5 separate regions of the Mus musculus genome follow, and all the other regions are linked to region 3. Evidence: chromatin contacts called from public HiChIP or PLAC-seq data. All regions are on one chromosome and are shown on one strand. The core of a region is the stretch at or near the end of the contact, and the rest is flanking DNA. Distances in the headings are between cores, read along the strand shown.

What was found. HiChIP or PLAC-seq counts read pairs in DNA pulled down with a chosen protein or histone mark.
Region 1: an H3K4me3 HiChIP or PLAC-seq map of embryonic limb bud shows a contact between it and region 3, with 6 times the contacts expected there. The contact joins the enhancer-like site here to the promoter of Mycn in region 3. A contact is called at or near these places in 2 of 39 promoter capture datasets (cranial neural crest and second pharyngeal arch cranial neural crest), 1 of 15 datasets of contacts at CTCF or cohesin (the NIH/3T3 cell line), 6 of 484 Hi-C or Micro-C datasets (the N1E-115 cell line, embryonic fibroblasts, embryonic stem cells and 1 more), 13 of 115 datasets of contacts at active chromatin or transcription factors (craniofacial prominence, embryonic basal ganglia, embryonic forebrain and 8 more) and 1 of 9 other capture datasets (adipose tissue).
Region 2: a contact with region 3 is called in an H3K4me3 HiChIP or PLAC-seq map of forebrain, with 4 times the contacts expected there. The contact joins the enhancer-like site here to the promoter of Mycn in region 3. A contact is called at or near these places in 3 of 39 promoter capture datasets (embryonic stem cells, neural stem cells and second pharyngeal arch cranial neural crest), 1 of 15 datasets of contacts at CTCF or cohesin (the NIH/3T3 cell line), 1 of 484 Hi-C or Micro-C datasets (the N1E-115 cell line) and 7 of 115 datasets of contacts at active chromatin or transcription factors (craniofacial prominence, embryonic forebrain, embryonic limb bud and 4 more).
Region 4: a contact with region 3 is called in an H3K27ac HiChIP or PLAC-seq map of extraembryonic endoderm stem cells, with 4 times the contacts expected there. The contact joins the enhancer-like site here to the promoter of Mycn in region 3. A contact is called at or near these places in 3 of 39 promoter capture datasets (frontonasal cranial neural crest, liver and maxillary cranial neural crest), 17 of 484 Hi-C or Micro-C datasets (embryonic limb bud, embryonic stem cells, nephron progenitors and 1 more), 5 of 115 datasets of contacts at active chromatin or transcription factors (embryonic stem cells, extraembryonic endoderm stem cells and stem cell-derived neural progenitor cells) and 3 of 9 other capture datasets (adipose tissue, embryonic stem cells and liver).
Region 5: an H3K4me3 HiChIP or PLAC-seq map of embryonic basal ganglia shows a contact between it and region 3, with 2.9 times the contacts expected there. The contact joins the enhancer-like site here to the promoter of Mycn in region 3. A contact is called at or near these places in 6 of 39 promoter capture datasets (cranial neural crest, embryonic stem cells, hippocampal neurons and 3 more), 2 of 15 datasets of contacts at CTCF or cohesin (large pre-B cells and pro-B cells), 9 of 484 Hi-C or Micro-C datasets (cortical neurons, cranial neural crest, embryonic cerebral cortex and 5 more), 26 of 115 datasets of contacts at active chromatin or transcription factors (the 230-238 cell line, astrocytes, craniofacial prominence and 14 more) and 3 of 9 other capture datasets (adipose tissue, embryonic stem cells and liver).

Annotation. Positions count from the first base shown.
Region 1 is chr12:13,183,564-13,186,263 of GRCm38.p6, reverse strand. No RefSeq gene overlaps it. Among named protein-coding and RNA genes, the nearest start is that of Gm24208, 3.7 kb to the right of the region's middle. Within about 2 kb of position 1,328, at least 24 of the 459 cell types and tissues checked have an H3K27ac peak or open chromatin away from gene starts, as enhancers often do. A contact at or near this core is called in embryonic limb bud and second pharyngeal arch cranial neural crest, where this site is marked.
Region 2 is chr12:13,158,496-13,161,195 of GRCm38.p6, reverse strand. No RefSeq gene overlaps it. Among named protein-coding and RNA genes, the nearest start is that of Gm38686, 7.6 kb to the right of the region's middle. Within about 2 kb of position 1,340, at least 61 of the 459 cell types and tissues checked have an H3K27ac peak or open chromatin away from gene starts, as enhancers often do. A contact at or near this core is called in craniofacial prominence, embryonic limb bud, forebrain and 1 more, where this site is marked.
Region 3 is chr12:12,940,420-12,943,119 of GRCm38.p6, reverse strand. It overlaps Mycn (v-myc avian myelocytomatosis viral related oncogene, neuroblastoma derived), which reads left to right and starts at 1,284. Exons shown (of 3, transcript NM_008709.3): 1 at 1,284-1,484; 2 at 2,634-2,700. RefSeq lists an enhancer at 485-513.
Region 4 is chr12:13,081,365-13,084,064 of GRCm38.p6, reverse strand. No RefSeq gene overlaps it. Among named protein-coding and RNA genes, the nearest start is that of Gm35298, 20 kb to the left of the region's middle. Within about 2 kb of position 1,439, at least 11 of the 459 cell types and tissues checked have an H3K27ac peak or open chromatin away from gene starts, as enhancers often do. A contact at or near this core is called in extraembryonic endoderm stem cells, where this site is marked.
Region 5 is chr12:12,737,833-12,740,532 of GRCm38.p6, reverse strand. No RefSeq gene overlaps it. Among named protein-coding and RNA genes, the nearest start is that of Gm40270, 14 kb to the right of the region's middle. Within about 2 kb of position 1,277, at least 23 of the 459 cell types and tissues checked have an H3K27ac peak or open chromatin away from gene starts, as enhancers often do. A contact at or near this core is called in cortical neurons, embryonic basal ganglia, embryonic brain and 1 more, where this site is marked.

The DNA.
Region 1 (2,700 bases), core at 79-2,578, 240 kb before region 3:
CTGGAAGTGCACACCACTTCCTGTATAATGTCCACCAAGTGGGGTGATGGCAAAAAGATAGACTGCGCATTTCATAGTCTGAAGGATCAGCTTTCAAATCCCAGGCTTCCATATTTGGAAAACCAAGCTTCCCTTGGTCTTTATATTTGTCTGCAAGAGGAAGAGAATATTTCCAACATTGAGACAGAACGATGAGAATTAGAGTTTTATAAGGGGAAAAAATGTATTCCTATTCCTTGATTTTCCACCAACTGCAATAGGAGATAGGTTGGGCACCATTATTTTTTAAATAGACATTGCCCTGTGACTCAGAATTTCCAATCCTAAGTAAATCCCTCCCCCCAACTGCAAACGGGTATTCAAAAACACCACGGAAGGATGTCCACAGTAGCACTGTTTGTAGTAACCAAAGAGGAGACAATCCAGATACCCAACAAGTTGAAGACTATATAACAAAATATGATCTAATCTTATAATGGAATACTACTCAGCTGTGACAAAGAGTTCGGGAAATATGGACATAACCATAACTTGAATGAAATGAAAACTGCTTAGTGAATATTGAAGGCACAAAAGATCCCACGTGTCTGGAATAATTGGACCCACAGAAGAGGAGGCGGGTGAGAGGTGGTGATGGAGGAGTGGCTGGGAGGGGAGAGGAACCGAGACTTTCGGCTTCGTGGAGGAGTGTGTTTCCACGGGGTCATGGAACTGTGCTGAAGTAGAGGTCAGTGAGCACAAACGTACAGATACACTGAACTGCACTAGGGTGAAATGGTGATTTCATATTTCACATACTTGACAACAAAAATACACAAGGAATTAGAGTCAAGAAGATTCTACGTTGCAATGCGAGCAGAACCCTTCCTCTGCTTGGGCACAGAGCAGTAAGGAGAAGTGTTTCCTCATACCAGCTCTGAGCAGCAACCTGCACTCCCAAGGCCGGGAACACACAGCCTGTGTATGCCCTTGACTACCTGTAGGGTCTCCACAGTACTAGACAAAGGCCCTTTCTTTCTCTATGGGCAGGGGCACAGTGAATGCATAAACATGGGCAGGAAGGCAGGCCGCTTGAAAGCTTCCAAAAGGCCCTTTCTGACAAGTGAAAAATGTTGGTGACTTGAAGTCACAGGGCCAGGCTTTTAACAACCCTGCGCGTATTTATTTAACCCAGTAAATACGTTTATTAGCAAGGCCGCCTTTGTAGAGCAGGTAATGCATTTCCCATATGGTTCTGCTTTTTAGACCCGGCCACGACGGCTCACACCTAGCTCCCCTTCCGCCTCTGAGGTTAGGACCTTGGTGTGTTACCACTTCACTGCCTTGGCCCCTGTGTGTGTATAATTACAGTCTTTCCCAGAGAGGAGGAAATCCCCGGGCCTTGGCCTTAACTAGCCCCGGCATTGCACTACCAAAGGGCACGTCTCGGAGGGGGGAAGAGAGAGCTAATAAAGCCTTCACGTTATTAACTTTTTCCTTCTGAAAAGAATCCTGAAAAATACCATCGCTCCACATTAAAGGCTGTGTGTGAGAGCCGCCACCGCCTAATGAGTCGCTTGGACCCTAGGCCACATGCAAGAGCTTTGGAGGCCCCTTTTAACTAACCTTGATGTTGTGCCAGCCCTGGGGGAGTGTGGGCAAGGCCTGAGGGAGGTTACAGCCACCCCCCACTCGGAGTTAAGGTTTGCACCTGACAGAGGGGAACTGGCCCAGGTTGGTAGGGCACCTCCCAGGATGATATAGAGGTAGATAGATAGTCACAGAAATCATGCAGAGACATATGCCAAGCACCAAGTGTCTTCTTGGTATATAATGAGCCAGAGTCGGGGTCTGGGATTCCCACAGCTGAAGCTTCCAAAGTGAACTGAGGTGTAGCCTCCCTCAGCCTTGAAGCAGGCTGATTCAGATTTTGCCACCACTGAAAATTAAATCACCTGGGGTGTAGCCTTCCGATTTAGATGGCTCTATTGTTATGTCAACTACCGCTGCTATTCTCCGAGACTTTCCAGAGACACATCCTATCCTGCATGTTGCCTACAGGCTGGCTCCAGGCACCAAGAATGGATTGGCAGGGGATGGGCCTCCCCCCCTTTATAAGCACAGACTCTTAGTAAACTTTGGGGCCTTGATCAGAGAAAAATTTGTCTTGGCCTCATTCTTTTCTCACGGGCTAGTCTCTTTCAGCTCCAGCCTGCCTTTCAGGAGTACCCGGTTCATGTAAGTCGCCGGGGGCTTACAGTTACACTGAGGTATAAGCAAAGATAACAGTAAATAGAGCCTCCCGTGCTCGATACAACTTCCGAATTGCCCTGCCCATAGGCCAATGGAAGCATTTCTCTAGCTATGATGTGTTGATGTTTTAGGAAAGGCTGTAATTTCTTGCGCTGGCATTCTGGAAGTCCAGTGGTTATGATAATATGTTGTGGAGCAGTAGACAGACACCTGCCAGCCCATAAGAGATGACACCTAGGTTTTGTACCGAAGAAAGGTCTTGAGGGTGTCCTTGTCTTAGGTTGGGTGGCCCTCTGTGCTCATGCGCCCTGGGAATTAGCAAGAGGATCCTCGGGGATAAGCAGGGCTCAGAAAGCAACTTCCTTTGACCCCTCTCTTCAACCCTGCTCAGAAAGAGACCAAGGGCCAAGTTCCAAGTTTAGACGAGGAAGTATTCTTTACAGAATCCAAATCTGGCTTCCTGGTACA
Region 2 (2,700 bases), core at 91-2,590, 220 kb before region 3:
CAGATATCCAGAACTTAAGAGCTCATGGAGGGGTCTTGATGGAGGTCTTCTCTCAGCCAACTGATGCTCTATTTGAACTTCCAACCAGGCACACAGGAGGTATATCCCCATTGTGATGAAAAGCAAGTGGAGGTTCAAAGTAGCAGAAGTCTTTGCCCAAGGTCACAGAGCCACCAGGTGGTAACACTTTTCAACTGGGCCAGGTTTTCTTGAAGCCCTTTCTGTGTCTCATCTTCTGGAGTCTCTGCTCAGGGTGGCAGATATGGACCTGCTCAAATTTCCTAGCTCTCTTTCCTTGTCAAGTAGCCAGTTTGGGGATCAGAAATGCCCCCTCTACTCCCTACGTCTCACCTCCCGTCACCCTCCACTCCACTCCCTTCCCACCCCTACCCCGCTCACCCCCAATCCTCACCCCTAAGCTTCCCTCATTCCCCATCTCCCATCTCCTTTCACTCTCTATCTGCTACTCCTTCCCCATCTCCACCCACTTCCACCCTCACCCTCACCCCAGAAAAGAAGAGGATACCTAACAGTATGTGCTTGGGTGAAGTTAGTAGAACAAGCACTCTCCTATCTCTGCCTCCTGCCTAGCTCCTGTCCCACCCACTCCAGGGGGACCATGGTTCCCAAGCAGCTCTAATGAGAGGTGACATCGAGAGAAACAGAATCTGTTAGCAAAACACCCAGCATGTCACCAAGAGCTGGTCCTTCTTAGCAGAAAGAGCTCTGTTTGCTTGTTTTTGAGATAAGATCCCACTGTAGTCCAGGCTGGCCCGGATCTTACTGAGTGGCTCAGATTGGCCTGGAGCTCATAGCAATCATCCAGCCTCAGAATTCCAAGTGTTAGGACACAACTGCCACCCAAGCTGGCTGTAAAAGTGACCGTAAAGTCACTTCACCTGGTCCTGGCAGAAGGCTGACTTTTTGTTTTTCTTGTCCTACTCAGCATGGAAAGCATTTGATGCTCTGAGGGTATGACCACAGTCCACCACATGTATGGACACAAGTCCACCACAGACAGCATGGCTGGGAGACAGAGACAAAACAGGACTAGGAGTGTGGGAGAGGGTTCAGAAGGGGACTCATCAGTGGGGAACAGATCAGTCAAATAGGACCTGGGAGGAGGAATCAGGAAAGGTTGGAGTTTGGGGAGCACCATTAGTTGTGCTCTCTTTCTGGTATGACAACTGCCTCTTCCATCCCTAGCCTACATCCTCTGGGTGTGTGCTGCCCTGAGCTGACAGAGAAAGTACTCTGAGACAGCCTCTGACAAAGAAGCCTTGACTGTTGGCAGGCAAGATTTTCTGAAGCAGCTTCCATAGCAACCAGAGGCAATGTTGAAAAGCAGCTGAAAGGCCCTGGTTGCTTAGCAAAGGATGACTGCTTGGGAGGTGCCACCTGCCCTGAGGGGGATAAGGAGGCTGAGAATGTTACCCATTGTTTGCTTCTCATGAATGAAGAGGGGACCTTAAGGGGACATTAAGGTCCTAGGCCTGTAGCCTGCCTCTTTTCCTTTTTGCATGTCCCTGATTCTGTCCCATGCAGGGTGGGCCACTTCATTGAACATTCTTTCTAGATCCAGCTCACCCTGGTCTTGCTTGAGCAGTGATCTCCTTTCCTTGTCTTGGACCAAGGTCAGAGCAACCCATAGGCTCAATCTCCATGAGGAGAAGGGACCCTTCCAAGGAGCTCAATGCTGTTTGTGTGTCAGGGCCTGTAAGGGTCCTTGGTATTGGGTCTAAGGAAAGATGGAGGAGCACACAGTCCTCAGGGGGATCACACATCCTTTTCAGAGAGATTGGGAGTGGGAGAGCATTGCTTTAAGGGATCCATTGGCACCCAGAGTTAGGCCCAGGACAGGACTCTAGTTCCTAGGGACTAGGATGTTCTTTGTGATCTATAGACTATGTCTTTTTTGAGCTGTCTCTTCACTTGATGGCTGGAATCTGGAAAGGACATTATTGTGATGGTGTAGACAAGTGTGCCTGCCAGATGTTGATAAACCCAGGAGGTGGCAGTCAGAGAGCCCAACCAATTGACCCACCAAGAAGTATTCAGAGGCAGTGGCTCCAGTAGTTTCTCCTCCATCCCTTATCCTGCATACCTGGTTCTTAATGAGACATGTAGTGGACAACCTTGGGTGGGATGCTGAAGTCCCTTTGGTTGTGGGTTTTCTAAACTGCCTACCCTGGCTTCTCCCTCCCCATTTCATTCTTTCCTACATAACCTATTTAAATCCAGTGCTGGGAAGGTACAAGGATGGAGAGAGATGCTGGAAAAGTTACTTCACTTATGAGAGATTAGAACTATGTGTGACCCCTCCTGCATCCCTGGTAGCTCGAATAAGGAAAGACTTGGGAAATGATGATGAGTAGGAAGGTGAGGGAACAGAACACACAGGTCGAGGTGGGCAGAGGTGCAGGAGTCAGAGCTGGGTGTCAGTGGGAACAACAGCTAGTACCTAACATTCAAGTACTTCCCTGGGCCCAGAGGGAAGGGACACTGAATGCTGACTTCATAGAAAGGAGGATTCGATGCTTGCAATACTCTCTTTATTCTGCTTTAAATCAGAGGAAACTCCAAGCCATGAGTAATTGCCAGGCCACAAGCAGGTTCTAGAAAACCACAGCTACCATTGGACACTCTTGTGTAGCGTACTTCTGAGCTGGGCTGGTATCTGCCTCTCCAGTCCGCATGGCC
Region 3 (2,700 bases), core at 35-2,534:
GACCCAGGTTACTCCTGGAAAGTTTTGTGGGGCAAGAGCATTTATTTTTAGCCCCACATTTAGGAAACAAACCTTTTAGCATGCTTGCCTAGACAGAAGTGAGACGCTGTGGGATGGGGAGGGAGGGAAATGTGCCCACGGCTGTGAGGAAAGAATACACGCACCCTGCTCTAGTCTAAATAAGATGTCGCGCTCTCTCTGTTCACGCCAGCTCGTAAGTGAGGCAAATGGGACACAAAGAGGCCAAATTAATGATGGCTTTCCTTGATGTCACCATCCGTAGGAACTCGAGGTATACAGAGCAGTCAGTGATTTGGGCAAGGAAAGCAGCGGTCCGTAATTCAACCCTGGCTTCGGAAAGGCTTTTGTTGGGAACGGTGGGCGCGACTTCAGGGGACGTCCCTCCACGCGTTTCACAATCCCTTCCGCGGTAGCAAGGATTCGCTAATTGTCTCGCGGGGGTGGCCCCACTCGGGCTCCGAGGCTGGGCGGTGCGGCTCCGCTTTCTGCTTGGTCTCCGCGAGGTGTCGCCTTCGGCCGAAGAAAGCGGTAAGGCGCCACCCTCGTAGCCCGCACTTATTTATTTTCAAACAAGGGGGGCGCCCCTTCCTTTCAATTTGAAACTAGAAACCTCCTGCGGTCTGTTTCTACGTGGGCGCGTCCTCGGCCTCCCATTTTGCACTCCTGTGTCGCCTTCCTTCGAGATCACACACGAACAGCCCCTCGACCAGGCCTTGTTCCACTTTAGCCTGGAGCTCATCTTTCACACAAACATACACTCGCGCGCAGTCCACGCAGGGACTGGGCTAGAAACCTCTTTTCCCATTCCCAGAACACACCCAGCGACCTTTAAAAAAAAAAAAACACGGAGTGCAGCGGGTGCAAGCCAGGGGGTCCAAAAGGGAGGGGGAAGCACTCCTCGGGTTTCCCAGCTTTGCTGCTTGCAGTCTGAAAAACGAGAGGGGGGAGGGGGAGAGAGGGAGGGACGGAGGGGGAGAGGAGAGGAGGGGAGGAGGGGGAGAGGAGAAGAGGGGAGGAGGGAAGGGAGAGAGAGAGAGAGAGAGAGAGAGAGTCGGAAAAAAAGAGAAAAGCAAATGGCTTTTGGCGCGAAAGGCTTTGGCGCCTCCCCTGATTTTTATGGAAATCAAGAGGGCGGGGAAAAGCCTCTTGCCTCTGCCTTTCTCCCTCCCCCTCGTCTGCGCCACAGCCCCCTTCTCTCCCCGCCCCCCGGGTGTGTCAGATTTTTTCAGTTAATAATATCCCCCGAGCTTCAAAGCGCAGCCAGTGACAGTCATCTGTCTGGACGCGCTGGGTGGATGCGGGGGGCTCCTGGGAACTGGGTTGGAGCCGAACGAGCGCTAGCCAGGCGTAAGCGCGCACACACTGCAGCCGCCGGAGGACAACCCCCTCCCGCCGCCGCTCCCTCAGCCCACCCGGAGACCCCAGCCCCGAGTCGCCTCCGGATCCCCGGCAGTCTGCGGGAGGTAAGAAGCGGTACTTGCGAAGCTTCGAGCGCCCGGGGAACGGCGGAGCGCTGCGGCTAGGCAAGCCCCTGGACGCGGCTCCGCACCCTGCACCCAAATATGCCGGGCTTTTCTGGGGGAGGGGGTAAGGGGGCAACACACCGCGTCTGCTTCCGAAACAAAACCATCTGGGTTTTTTGTTTTTTTTTTTTTCCTGAAAAGCCTATTCAGCACCCGAAGGCACCCTGGCTGGAAGAGACCCGCCCTAATCCCTTTTACAGCCCTGGCCCAGGCAGAGAAATAGCTTTAGCGAAAAGAAATTCGCCCGGCTCCACAAGATTTGTCTGAGTGTGAGGTGACTGGGAACCGGTGCGTCCCCACCCCAAGCTGGGGTTCTCCAAAAGGTGCCGCGGGGAAAGAAGGAAAAGGGGTTAGGCGAAGCTAGGTGCCTGAGTGATAATGTAGGTCACGGCTGCTCCGGCTTAGGAGACGCGATTCTCGCCGGCGACCCTGCACCATTCCTAGGGATGGGGTTCAGCCTTTCCCCCCGCCTGTTGAAGAGGTTGAGGTCTCTGAAGGAAGGGGAATGGAAAGGGTATAGGTATAGGCAGCGATGAGTACCAAGGGTATCTGCCAAGATTGAGGCTCTAGGTCTAGGTGGAGAGGGTTGTATGTAATTGCCTGTTGTTGGTCTGACTGGAGAAAGGCCCTTAATAATTAATAAAGTTTCCTGAACCCCGTTAGCGTTTGCGCTCCCGTGATCGCATTTCTGCAAAAGGGGAATGAAAGGTACTTCAATCCCATGCCTGGTAGCTGGGCTAGAGAGCAAGGACTTCCTTTAAGCAACTAGTGCAAGTGGGGTAGTCGCGCTAGTAAGAGCTGAGATCTGCAGCTTGAACAGCCCCCCTCCCCCAGGCAGTGCCTTGTGTGAATGAAACGGCAGTTTCCAAAGTTGCAGAGAGCCACACCACCCCCTGCATCTGCAAGCCCCCTCCCACTCCCAGTCTTAGACAGCTTGTACACAAAAGGAGGGAGTAGGGGAGACGCTCAACTTTCTCCCACCTTCCAGAGCTGTGGGGAGCTTGCAGAAGAGATTGGGGGCTCCCACTGCCTGTCCCCACCAACCCACCCCTTTGGCTCATTCTCTCTTGGTTTGCCTATTGGTTGTAGAGTTGGAGGTTGGCGCGACTCTGCTGCTCTCCACGGGAAGGAAGCACTCCCCCATATTAAAAAGAGC
Region 4 (2,700 bases), core at 190-2,689, 140 kb before region 3:
TCCTAAATTGTGTACCAGGTTTGTAGTCCAAGTCTGGGGCACTGCCTGCTTTTGTCAATAAAGTTTTATTAGGACACAGACAAGATTCCCTGTTTGCCTATTATCTACAGCTGTCTGCACATGACTGCACACTTGCTTCTGAAGTCACACGTTGGCCCAGTCCTACAGCATTTAATCTTTCTTCCTTCAATGAGAAAGCTTCCAGCCACTAAGTCTGTCCAAGTCACTTTGTATGCGCTCTCGTGCCCATTCCCCTGGCACAATGCCAGCTAACGCACCACGTGGTGTTTTCCTCTGCCAGCAAGTTTGTCCTGGTCTTGATGCAGGGAAGGATCAGAATCATTGAAGAGTGACCTGTCATTACCTTTTATCCCCAGCGTCACCCCCATTAGAGAGAATGCTTCCTCCTGAAGTGCCAGCTGGATGCCTGCTGCTGAACCTCTGGGAAACTGTAGCCAACTCCATCTTCATTCTTTCCCTCCTTCTCTCTCTTGTCCCAGACTCCAGGGCATGGGGACAAAAAGAACAATAGACAGAGACCCTCTGTCACACAGCTCCTAGCTCAGTATCAGGTGTTAAGACACTCAAGTACAGTCAGCACCCGCCATGCTCAGGTTCTGCTTTGGTGAGTGTGACTCCTTAATAATTATATTCATCACTCCCACATCATAGGCAGGAGTGTACATATATACATATACATACATATTAGTGAACATATCTACGGTGGTAACAAATCCAAATTATCAAATGTGCCTGTCACTAGTCAAGGTCACCAATGTGAACTCTGTCTTCTTTCCAGCTCTCATACTGCACATACTGCAATATATATATATATATATATATATGTGTGTGTGTGTGTGTGTGTGTGTGTGTGTGTGTGTGTGTGTATATATATATATACACACATGTCTGTGTCCTAATAAAACTTAGTTTATACTTCTCATTGGGTTTTTAGTGTTTAGAAATGGACTTTAAGCACCTTGCTGAAATGTCATCCACAGTTCCTAAGCAGAGGAGTTGTAAAGTGCCCTATGGGAAAAATGCTGGTGTTAGACAGTTCTTCCTTCAGATGTGCTGTTGGCTGCCATTCAGTGTGAGTCAACATCTTCCACATACCTTATCTTATCCCAAGAACACACATCAGACAACATTATGCATTGTGGGTTGATGAAACAGTGACAGGAACCTCACAGTAACCTAGCCGTGTGCCACCCAAGGGGCTGCTGCGGGTATAGTTGGTAGCGTTTTGAACAATAATGACAATAATCTGTTCAGTTGATTCCCAGCAGAATGTGAAATCTCCAGGAGACACCAGGCCTCCAAATAATTTAAAGGAGTTGATGTTTCGCTTTCCATGATTGTTGAGCCCTACTCCTTTCTTCCCAATACAGCAATGGAGCTGGCTTTGGAGACTCTAGAAAGATGAGTCAGAGAAGGTCCTGCACACCAAGAGCAGCAGTCAGCTAGCTGTCTGAGGTTCTGTGGAGCCCGGTGTGTCTTCCTCCCCCCCCCCCCATTGTCTTTGGCTGCACAATCAGGAAGCCAGATCAGATGGCACACATTCACCAACTCCAAAACTCTTACTGGTTGACTCACTGAGATTCAAAAAAAGATGCAAATCTTTGAATTCCGGGTATAATTTGTGGAGTGTTTCCCCTAAATCTGGTTTGAAGATCACCCAGGTCTTCATTCTTTCACCAATACTCCGATTTTTAGATGTCACAAACATTTACTGAGTAGCTATGATACGCCATAAAAAAAGACAGTAACTTTCACCTATCTTTTTACATTAAAGCAAAATGAAACAAACAACATTTTCTGACCAATAATATTCTAAAGTGCTCTGTATTGACTATCTTGGCAATAATTTTTGTGAGGTAGTTATTACAATTAGCTTATTTCACATGTAGGGAAACTGAGGCCTGTGGCTAGATATGTTGTTTCAAATTGGCATGGCTGGTGAGTGGGCACCATGGAATTCTGGTCTCTGTCCTTGTCTAACACCTGACGACCTTGCAGTTCATGTTCTATTCAGCTTGCTTCCATTTAACTAAGCCTCGTTTCTCAGTGATTGACAGCAGAGGCATTCCTTGGAAGTAGTTAGTAATGTCAAGTCTCAGACTGGTTTCCAGATCTACTGAGCAAGATGTGCATTTTCACGAAAAATACACAGTCGTGTACTTGTGAGACAGAGCTTCGGGAGAGGAGGTGCTCCAAGAGAGGGGGTAGTGTGTGCTGCTAGGAGGGAGGAGCCAGGTAAAAGGCAGATAGCTGTTGGCTGTACATTCTAAGGATGAGACAAAGACAGCAAGAGGGGCAGGATGGCATCAAGAAAATGGGAGCACAGAGAAAGAAGACCGGAGAATATTTATCATCCGCTCTTCTCAGGGTGGCATGGGCACCCCCTTGAAAGTTCCAAGAATCCACTCAGGTCTGCAGAAGAGCTCTGAACTGACTTGCAACGAGGCTCAGGGAACAGGCATGTTGAGGTCATGTTTATCTGGGGTCTCCCACAGAGCCAGCCCTGTGGAAGCCATGGCTTTGTTCGAACCTTACTTTTCTCTGATAGAAAATGGAATGACGAGGAAGGGCTTTGCAGTTGCTTCAAGTATTTGCAGTTACAAAATAGAGGCAACAATGTCTGGCAGGAAGATATTTAAGGCTTTTTGGAGGGCAGGGAACCATTGTTGGCTTCTGCAG
Region 5 (2,700 bases), core at 28-2,527, 200 kb after region 3:
GGGGTGTCCTGCTCAGGTCTGACTCTCCTCTGAGGGTACTCCACCCCATAGCACTGCACTAAAGTGACTTGGGTGTCAGATACCTACTTGTCCATAGTCAGCCGTCCCTGAACTGGGCCCAGAGCAGATCTGAGGTCATGACATGTCATTACTGTTACGCTTTAACGTTTTTATTTTAGTGTGTAGGTGTTTTGCTTGCATATGTGTGTGTGCACCATATGTCTGATGTTCTTAAGTCTATCAGAGGATGTGAGAACCCTGAAACTGGAGAGACAGATGACTGAATAACTATGTGGGTGCTAGAAACTGAGCCTGGGTACTCTGTAGGAGTATATTTTGCTACTGACCCACCTCTCCAGCCCACTATTAAAAAAAAAGTATGTGTGTGTGTTTGTGTGTGTACATGTACAGCGGTCAGAGGCGGACATATGGGAGTGACTTCTCTCCTCCTCTGTGCGGGTTCCAGGCTTCTAACTTAGGTCATCCAGCTGGCTGGCAAGTGCCCTTGCCTCCTGAGCCATCTTGTCTGTACATTGTTTATTACTTTTAAAAATTGTCGAAATAAATACCTAATTAAAAAAAAAAAAGAAAAAAAATTGTCAAAAGCAGCATACTTAGGCTGCTTCTGCTGTGCAACAGTGGATCATGGGTCACCCTACTGAGCTGTATTCTTTTGCCATTTTTTTTTTTTTCTTTTCTGGGAAGGTGCGTTCATAAATCCAGTCTTTGAGCAATGTTACACTGGCAAGAGCACTTGTGGGCTACTGGGCCAGTCTGCAGGTCACCTGATAAGACAGTTTCACACCTCTGTCTAATCTTGTTAATTAGCAAATTCCGAGTCCACAGCTGGCCTTTAGTGAAGCAAGTCTCTTTTTGGTAAACCTAGAGATATGTTGGGGTTCATGGCTGCATCAGGCAATGGTGGGCCACAGATACCAACTTTCTTCAGGGAGGGCCCAGTGGAGTCTCCTATTTAAATCTCATTATCTACAACATGTAGCCATGCTCAATAAATTCACAAATACCAACTGGGCTGGCCCATGTGCATCTGCTATTAGTTAAAAAAAAAAAAAAGAAAAAAGAAAGAAAAAAAAAAGCAATGTGGGAGAATTTCCGTTTTCCTAAATTCTCCCTTTAAAAGTTCAGTATTAAGGAATCCTTGAGGTAAGGACATTGATTCCTTTTCCTGGACAGATGGACACACAGACGCTCTGCAGCTGATTAACCCCACCCTGACATTTTTGCAGTCTTGGCTTTGTCTTACAGTGGGTTTTGGAACGCATCCAAAATCTACTTAGACATACTTCTCAGGGAGAAAGGCTTTTACACTTCAGAAACTCTCTCTCTCTCTCTCTCTCTCTCTCTCTCTCTCTCTTTCTCTCTTAATTTGAGGTTGAATTTTTCTGCCCTAATTAGCTATGTCTTTGAGCTTCAAGAGCAAGTTTTACTGTGGTTATTAACGAGGCCAATCTCTGATCGCTGGCCTTTTTCAAAAGCATTCCAGCCCGCTAAACAGTGGCCTTTCATGATTTACAAGTTTGGAATCTTTGAGGGTTTTCAACAATTAAGGTGATTACTTTTCACACTCTGAACATCTTAATCACAAAACCTTGAGAGGGGGCCATGACGAGTATAGCCTGGCACCCCGGCACCCCTAGAGCTTGCCTCTTGGGTGTGGGGATTCCCTGGAGCTGGTCTAGCCCCTCTGAGACGGTGTAGGCAGGAAGTCACAGATGTTCCGCTTCATCTCCAGGCCTGTACTAACAGTACAAACCCATGTCCCAGGGCGAGTGCTGTCAGATACCGGCTTCGAGCAAGGTAAACAATCCTTTTCTTCAGCTCAACACAACCATGTTTTCAAAGTACTTTATAGACTTAAAAGCTCAGGTGATCTTTACAAGGCTGTGCGGTTGCACAGATGAAATTCTGTGGTATTAGTGAATGGGGAGAGTAAGGGCCAGAGAGGTAAGAGCACGCAGTCAATGGCAGCGAAGGACATCCAACCTTCCTGATTCCTGGCCAGGAGCTTTGCGTAACAGAGATGTCACTCCCTCTGTCTAGAAATGGTACCCTTGTCTGGGGGAAAGAAAGATACTAGTTTAACATTTCATCTCTATTTAATGAAAAGATGACCGGTATTTAACTTTCACATGACATTGATTCTGTAGACACCCTATGCTTCCATTTGAATCTGGATGTATGGCACCAAACAGAATGTTAAGAGAATCAGTCAATGTTCAGAGGAAATGGATTGCTAGTTAGTGCTAGAAGTGAATACATAAGTAGCAGTTTCTAGGACTGTAGAAATTTAAAACACAAGATTCTCATGGGTTGTACAATGAATGTGTGAGCTGATGTGCTTGTTACCATAGAAACATCTAGAATTCTTCTTGTGTGGATTTTTTTTTTCTCCCCTACAAGGTTTAACTCTATAGCCCAGGCTATCCTGGGACTCATGGTGGCACCCAGGCTAACCTCACCACTATGACAGTTCTCCTGCCTCAGCCTCCCAAGGGCTAGGATTGCAGGTTCATGCATGTCCCTGTGCCTAACTCTTCTGTATGGCTTGCATTTATGTGAAAGGAAGTCTGTGAGGGTGACTTGCATTTTGAAAGCTCAATGTGCATCTAAATTATCAGGTCGGTTATTAGGTCCCAGCAATGTCACGATTCACTTGATAAAGTCTTTATTGTTATCATT